Linked DNA regions of Gossypium hirsutum: region 1 is linked to region 2. A link is a contact called in public Hi-C data. All regions are on one chromosome and are shown on one strand. The core of a region is the stretch at or near the end of the contact, and the rest is flanking DNA. Distances in the headings are between cores, read along the strand shown.

What was found. A called contact is a pair of places that touch in the nucleus more often than the background predicts.
Region 1: a contact with region 2 is called in a Hi-C map of leaf, with 1.9 times the contacts expected there. The contact joins two enhancer-like sites. A contact is called at or near these places in 2 of 34 Hi-C or Micro-C datasets (hypocotyl and leaf).

The regions. Positions count from the first base shown.
Region 1 is chrA12:67,288,815-67,293,171 of Gossypium_hirsutum_v2.1, reverse strand. LOC107952781 (a long non-coding RNA gene) reads right to left here. Exons shown (of 4, transcript XR_001698921.2): 4 at 4,193-4,357. It also overlaps the pseudogene LOC107955770. Among protein-coding and RNA genes, the nearest start is that of LOC107952781, 4.0 kb to the right of the region's middle. Within about 2 kb of position 1,556, at least 1 of the 9 cell types and tissues checked has an H3K27ac peak or open chromatin away from gene starts, as enhancers often do. A contact at or near this core is called in leaf, where this site is marked.
Region 2 is chrA12:67,049,707-67,054,099 of Gossypium_hirsutum_v2.1, reverse strand. No RefSeq gene overlaps it. Among protein-coding and RNA genes, the nearest start is that of LOC121211836, 34 kb to the left of the region's middle. Within about 2 kb of position 2,484, at least 1 of the 9 cell types and tissues checked has an H3K27ac peak or open chromatin away from gene starts, as enhancers often do. A contact at or near this core is called in leaf, where this site is marked.

The DNA.
Region 1 (4,357 bases), core at 307-2,806, 240 kb before region 2:
TATGAATGGTGCATGCTTTAGATTCGTTTGTGTTTAAGATTCTGAAGTAATTTATATTGCATTTATATTTACATGATTGATAGAGGAAAAGAAATTGCGATGCATACTTGTTAAGGTTTACTATTCTGCGTTAAAATCATAATAGACAAGAATTGTGTGGAACCGGAAACATTTTTCGATTTTTGTTTTTGTTTTTTACAGAAGTATTTGGTCAATGATAATTAAAAAATAAATTCTTTGTCTTCCATTTTTAAATGGTAAATTCTAGAAAATAGTTCTTTAGGAGCCTGATTTTCTAAATCAATACTAGTAAATATTATGGAGTAATATATAATCTATAACGTAATTAATAAAATGTTGAATTTAAAACTAACAAACTAACGATCATATGATAAAAAATATTGTTCAATGCTTAAATAATTCTTTTTATGTGAATGTAAAAAATAATGTTATTAGTCTATATTTTGACATGTATTCTCTGTCTGTTTTTAGACACGAATTTTTTTTTCTTAATTTTCTTCTCTTTCTAGCCGCTTTTCTTGATTATATTTTAATTTTTTCCTTTGTTTTGGTGTGATAGTTGAGTCGGCTTTTTTTTTTTTTAAGTTATGGATGAGGGGTTAGCCAATTTGAGTTTAATGGATGAGGAGGAGGAGACGTTTCATGAGGAAGTTGTGGTGGTGGATCAGAACTATCAGTTTTGTTTGGTTGGGTGATGTCTAACTAATAGTGTTGTCTATTTTCCTTCTCTATGTAATACCATGGTTGATCTTTGGCATCCTATTGGAGGGATTTGTATCTCGGATCTAGGGGACATGGTTTCTTTTTCAATTTTTTCATGATGTTGACGTCCAAAGGGTGCTTCTTGGTACACCATGGTTTTTCAATAGCCATTTGCTTATTCTACAAAAAGTCCAAAGTAGAGAAGATCCGTCAGTTATATCGTTAAATTTTATTGAATTTTGGGTCCAATTACACGATTTGCCTCTAGGTTTGATGACGGAAATGATGGCTAAGCAATTTGGTGCTATTTTGGGTCCAAAAATTTTATGCGTATTCATATTCGACTGGATGTATCTATTCTGTTGAAAAGAAAGAAAAAGATCCAGATCGTAAAGAAATGACTGTTTATGTTAACTTTCAATATGAGAAATGGAGTCTATTTTGTTTCATTTGTGATAAACTAGGGCATGGTGAGAGTTACTGTCCTTTTCGTCTTCAAATTGACCTATCTAAAATTATTTTTGGCTGGAATATATCTTTGTGTGTGGTGGCGTGCTAGTGGAATACCACTGTGAGTAGGTGGGTCTGTGAAGTTAACGGATTACTGTGTAGTAGTGTGGATATAGAAAGAATCAATCAGAGCAGTAATTTAAGATGGATGAGTGATGCTGGGCGAAACTTAAGAGGGAATTGGGAACAAAATCTTTAAATCCCAATTTAATTCCCTTGGAATCTAGTCAACAGATTCAAAATAAAGGGCATGACAGTTGGCATAATCTGGGCAGTGGCGGTTCGAATGGAAATGGGTTTGAAAATGGGCCCACAGATCTGATGTTGGTTGAGGAAAATGATTCATTAATTTCTTTGGAAGGAAAGAAATGTCAAAGGATAGTGGAGGGTTCAACAACTCTCATGGGAAACAATTTTGAGGGAGGCTTTTTTGATTTAACGGCTAGCTCTGTTGAACAGAGTAGCCAAATGCAATAAAAATCTTAAGTTGGAACGTTCGTGGTTTGGGGAGATCACGAACTATTAATAGGTTTAGGAACAAATTTAGAGCCATTAATCCCCAGATTTTGTTTCTTATGGAAACAAAATTTTGTTCTAAAACGATGGAAATGATTAGATTGAAATGCGGTTTTGAACATGGGATTGATATCGGGCCGATAGGTTCAAAAGGTGGTCTATTTTTTAGTTGGAAAGGGAATTCGTTGATTTGGCTTAAGAGTTTCTCTTATTTTCATATTAATGTTGAGGTCCATGACAATGAATGTGGTGACGTTTGGCGGCTAATGTTGTTTTATGGGAATCCGGATGAAAGGAATAGAGGCGGGTCGTGGGAATTACTTAGACAGTTGGGACATGACCAAATGATCCCATGGGTTGTGATGGGGGATTTCAATGAGACCACAAATTCTTTTGAAAAAAAGGTGGTCGTCTTAGATCAAAACGGTAGATGAATGAGTTTCAAACCACATTGGATAATTGCAAGCTCAATGATTTAAGTTATATTGGTAGGCGGTTTACGTGGGAGTGAGGAAGGTTTTTGTCAACAAATATAAGGGAAAGATTTGATCGGGGAGTTGCATCTTTGGATTGGATGAATCTTTTTCCAAGCTACTAGGTGGAGCATTTGAGCCATTGTTTCTCGAATCATTGTCCTATTCTCTTGGATACCACTGGAATGCGAATGAATGATCAGTGTAATGGAGCCAGACTTTTTCGTTTTGAGGCGAAATGGTGTTTAGAAAGTTCTTTTGAGGAGAAGGTAAAAAGGAATTGGGCTATTTTTTTAGGAAGCATCCCAGATAAGCTTGATAAAATGGGCCAGCAGCTTCAGCAATGGTGTTGATCCAGAAATGAAGAGAAAAAAAAATTCGTGTAGATTTAGAAAGATTATATTATCTTTACAATCAAGATCCAATTGATGAGATCTTAGTCGAAATCACGGATGTTCAACTAGGTCTTAATTTGGAGGCTGGTCAAGAAAAAAATTTTGGGGGATAAAAAGCCTGCGTCAATCGTTGAAAAATGGGGATCGGAATACCAGTTTTTCATAAAGTGGCTGTTCAACAACAACCGTGGTCAAATTACTGGGTTAGAAGGGGAGAATGGCAAATGGTTCTCTACAACCGATAAGATGTTATAGCTCGCTTCGGATTATTTTGGTAATTTATTTTCGGCCTCTAAAATAGGTGCTGATGAACATTTGTTTGGGTTAGTGGAGAAAAAGATTACTATGAGTATGAATGATAAATTGCTTAAACAGTTCACTGAGGAGGATATTGGCTATGCTGTCAAGTCAATGGCACCTTTGAAGGCTCCCGGCATCGACAGTTTTCCCGTAATTTTTTTCCAAAGGTTCTGGCATATTATTAGGTCTGATATTTCTAATTACTGTTTATCTATTCTGAATGGTGAATCTGAAATAGGAGAGATTAATAAAACCCGCATTCTTTTGATTCCTAAAGTTTAGAAACCAAAAAATTTCTCACAATTTCGACCTATAAGTCTTTGTAACGTAGTTTACAAAATTATTGCGAAAGTCTTAATGGATCGTATGAGTGCAATTTTGGGAAGTTGTATAAATAAAGCTCAAGGGGCTTTCATCCCAAGAAGACATATTTCGGATAATGTGTTAATTGCTTATGAGGTTTTTCACTCCTTTAAAATGAATAAGAAAGGTAAAAAAGGGAATTTTGCGCTTAAATTCGATATGAGTAAAACATACGATCATGTTGAGTAGAATTTTTGGCTGGAATGATGACTCGTTTGGGTTTTCATACTGATAAAGTTATCTTTATTATGAGATATGTTTGTTCTGTCTCCTATTCCGTGAGTCTTAATAGGTCTAATAGTGATTGGTTCTCACCTTCGCGAGGTTTAAGATAGGGCGATCCACTCAGCCCTTATCTCTTTTTAATTTGTGCTAAGGGTTCTTCTACACTGCTTAATGAAGGCAAACATAAAGGGCTGATGAAGGGTGCTCCTATTGGAAGGGAAAGACATTCGATTAACCACTTGTTTTTTGTGGATAACTGCAATTTTTTTTGGGATGCCTCAAGTGAGGGAGCTAGTGTGGTTTGAAATATTATTCAGGAGTATGACATGGTTTCGGGACGACGAGTGAATTTCGATAAATCTCTTATCTATTTTGGGGCTAATGTGGAGTCTAATGACAGAGAGATTATAACCAACCTATTGGGTGTTCTGGTGGCTTCAAATCTTGAGAAGTGTTTAGGTTTACAAATAATGGTTGGACGGAAAAAGACATGGGCTTTTGCTAACTTTGTTGATCAGTTCAGGAAAAAAAATTGATGGGTGGAGCTTACGCTATCTCTCAATGGGGGGTAAGGAGGTTTTCATTAAATCAGTTTTACAAGCTATACCATTTTATGTCATGCAATGCTTTGCTTTGCCAAAATCTTTATGTCGCAAGTTAAAAGGCATAATGAATAAATTCTAGTGGTTTAATAATAAATCTACTGAATGCATTCATTGGAGCAATTGGGATGCTTTGTATAAACCGAAATGTGTTGGTGGGCTGGGATTTAGAAATTTGTTTTTGTTTAATACGACATTATTAGCAAAACAAGTTTGGCATCCTTTATCCCAGCCTAATTGCCTTTTAATT
Region 2 (4,393 bases), core at 1,235-3,734:
CTCCCTAATTGGACTTGATAGATGGCATATTAGTTTTTTTAATTGGGTTGCTCAATTTCAATTAGACTCTTGTTTAGATTATTTATTAATACAAGTTGTTTTCTTGCATTATGATTCGACCACATATTACAATTTAGTATTATTTAAATGTTAGATAATCAATAAACTAATATTTGCTTTCTTTTCCCTTAGTGTGCAAAAACCATTTGAGAACATTTATACAAAGGATATTAATGGTAATGATAAAATTTATTAAACCAATTTGTTCAAACAATTACAGGTATAAAAAATACATCATCGATATCACTACACTAAGGACACTAGATCCTAACACATACAATGGTGCATAGACTAGAGCAAAAGCAAGAGCAAGAGAATATGAAGGAGCATATATTGGAACAAGTTCATACTCAAGGTCAATTGTGTTAGTTGTTGAACGATGTGGTGCATGCCTAACAGTGCCATGCCTTAGCCAAGAACTAAAAACCACCATTTCTATTCATGCATACAGATATGGCATCCTATTCTACATAAACCACTAATTATATTCTTCGAACATAAAAAAAAGTACAGCCGTTTAAATCCTTATTCGTAACACCCTAGTCTTTTATCCCAAATTTGAAGGCATTGATAATGCTCGACTGGCCAATATTTTTCTTGTTTACTACACAAGTCAACATCATGAGTCCTACCAAGGTCAACTGGTAGATTTTGTATGAATCTAAACAACTGCAACACCCTATCCACATGATGCCACTAGAAAATTGCAAAATTTATAATTATCGAATTAATGCACTAGATACTCAAGTAAAAATAAAGATATTCTGGGATTAATTGGGACACTATGGATTCATTGTAAGGCATCCAGCAAAAATAAAAATAATATAATATACAAAAAGTTAGATTTCACATGGATTTTTCTAATTTGAAGCAATGAAATTATTATGACAATTACCTCATTTCCAGCATGACACCTTATTTGTTGCCTAAATACAAAAAAAACTTGTCCCCTAAACTGAACTTGTAATCGGACTAGTCCATTTGTTCAAATGAATATAACACAATCAATGGTACATAAATAATATATTGAACCTTATATATGATAGGTTAGATTTTCTTACCTATATACCAAAGGAAACTCAACAATTATCTAACCAACTAGGGCTACAAATGACAATTTGAACCAAACCCATGATTGAAACAAAATAAGGTAGCCAACAATATCTTATGTATTGTGATTCGTTGCTCTACACATTTCTAATACAAAAATGCTAGAATTGCGATCTCCAACTGTACCACTCGGCCATTTCAAAATCTCGTACTCTAATGCCATATCTTTTGAGCATCAACAGTCCACCAATTAGATGTAGAACGTATGCTTGAACAACAAACACAATCTCTTACCCAATCACACTATTAGGGTTATCTTTGAAATTAGCAAACAACCATATCATCTTTAGTTTAAAACCATTTAGATCACATGTTTCTTGAATCCTACCAAACAACTATTGGTAGACCTGCAATATATCAATTGAACTTGAATCAACCATTGGAAACCCATCTACGTGAAGTCCAAGTTGTACTGCAACATCTTCTAGTGCAATCATACACTCCTCTCATGGTAAGTGAAACGTATGTGTTTCAGGTCTCCATTATTCAACCCGCGCAAATATTAACTCTCGATTCAACTTAATTTCTTTTATCCGTTCCATAATATCGAATCCAACTCCTTGTAAATAATTCTTGATACGATCATCTATGACACCCCAATTTTGATGATATTAAATAACATAATTGTAAAATTTAAAATTTATTATTCACAATAACATCTGCATATTATAAATAAATAAAAATAAAATATTTTATTATTTGAAAAATATGTAAAGATGTATGGTTCACAATTATTTGAGAGCATAATGATGACGTTATCATTTTTAGAATATGCAACAATAAAACATATTAACAGATTTAATTTAAGAAATAAATTTAATACTTTTAATATGCTTATAATAAAAATATGTTAATAGGTAAACAAAAATTTATTATGTTATTGTATAAATAAATTTAATCAATTATTTTTATCTAATAATTACTATATATATAACTAACAGTTTCAACAATACCTTTCTTACCTATATATAAAACTATTTATAAGAATTTCAAAACTAATATTTTTTTACAAACATAAAAAAAATCATTTCTACCACATATATATATAACTTATAATAATTTCTAAACTAATTTATTTTTTGAAAAAAATTCCTTTCTAATCTACATATATATAAATATTTATAATAAATTTTCAAACATATTTTTTAGAATTTTTTTTCTAATTTATATATCTAAATTTATTTGTAATACTAACAATATAACTTTTTACTCTCTTCTTATCAACGACCACATTGACTACGGAATCAGTGGACAGGACGACCCTGGAAATCAGTTCGAGCCAGACAATTTTTGTCCCTTGGATTCCGTGTGTTCACGACATGATGGAACATTGACCCATGCTAAAAATCGGGCATTGTTAGTTCGATTTCCCTAACTATTTGACACCGATTTGAAACCAATCAGGCAGAATTTCTTGATTGTCAGACAACCAATTTGACCTTGGAATGTTATCTGAGTCCCTGACTTGACCAATTGATTGTGATCGACATCAGTTACATTTTTATTTTTAGTTTTTTACAATAATAATTCTATGGGGATTGATGAAGTTTTTGAAAAATGGAGAAAAATCAATCAGAAGGGAATCAATTTCTCTTTCCTCATTTAAAATATTCTATTTTGAAACATTTTCTAAGGCGGTAGTATTTTGGTGTTTTTTTTTGAATTATTTTGTTTTATTTTAATAAAGAAAAATTGAAAAAACATGGTTTTAAACTTGTATATAAATGAACTAGCAAGGTAGATCTTAATTAACGGCAACCTATTCATTCTTTTTGTACTTTTTTTTTGGTGAGAATTTTTTTTTACTTTCTATGTTCATTTTATAGGTTATATTTAAGATTTGTGATTGCATCTTTTAATAATATTATTTTTAAATTTTTATTTTTATTTTTTTTAAAAGTGTAAAATATTTTACCAATAAACCCAACAATTATAAATAACAACCACCTACCCGTTGGTTCGCCTACTTTCCTATTTTCTTAGACACTTTTGATTAAACTAGCAGTTTGAGATTTTCAAGTTTCTCAATTGGGTGTGCAGTGGATGAATTTGGTTACCAAATTTTAGAAATTAATCAAATCCAAGTAACTTATAGAATTGGCTTTAACTATTTTAAAAATTAAATAATTGATATTATTATAATATAAATGATTTGACTATTATATATAATTTAAAAATTATTGTGTACATTTATTTTATTTATATTATATTACAATTCATCACACGTGTGTGAAAATGCATTTTTTTTATCTAATAATCTTTGATAAATATAAGTATATTTTAAAAATAAAATAACATAAAACTTAAAACAATTACGAAGTAGTTTGTTTTAGGTAAATGGTTATTTTTAGGTCTATTTATTTATTAGTGGTGGGTTTTAGAAACTGACTTTTTTGTGAATTTATTAAAGTGATTAGTTTTGTTTTTAATTAAATTTAAATATGGTTTTCTTTTCAAATAATAATAAAGTTTTAAATAATAAACAACTTTAAACATAATACATTAAATTATAATTAAAATTTAAAACTAAAATTTAAACACAAATCACAAAAATATTATAATTGTATGCAACAATAAGATATAATAACATATTTTTAAAAAAATCTTATAATACATATTTTAAATATAATTTTTTTTATATATCTATTTAAATGATATTATCGATTTTGAAAGCTTAACCGTGAAAGTTGAAAATAGTTCATGAAACCCGAAAATGACATAACTTATAAAAGAAAAAAATAATTATTTTTAAAACTTTTACGTAAAATAAAGAATTTAAATATTTAGTAATTTGTGGCCTAAACTTTATATAAATTTATTTATTTTGTAACTTATACATGTTATTAGTACAATTAAGCATTTAATACTATTTAAATCTTAGTGCTTTTGGAAATTTTATATGAGAATTAAAGAATATTATGTCTTTCTCTATACTTTCCTATCTTTTATTGTAAATAAAATTATGATAATAATTGTTTCTCACATTAAATTATTTTGTTTAATATATATTTATATTTTCTTATTAAAATATTAATAAAAATAAAATATATTTTAATTAACATACATGATCATATCATTTTGTGTAAAATAATTTTTAATATTATTTAAATTTTAATATTTTTTCCTATAAAATTTATGTATATATATTCAAAATTAACAATAATTTAACTTTTCTTTATTACATTATTTGGTTTGGCGGCTAAACGAAACAATCCCTTTGTTT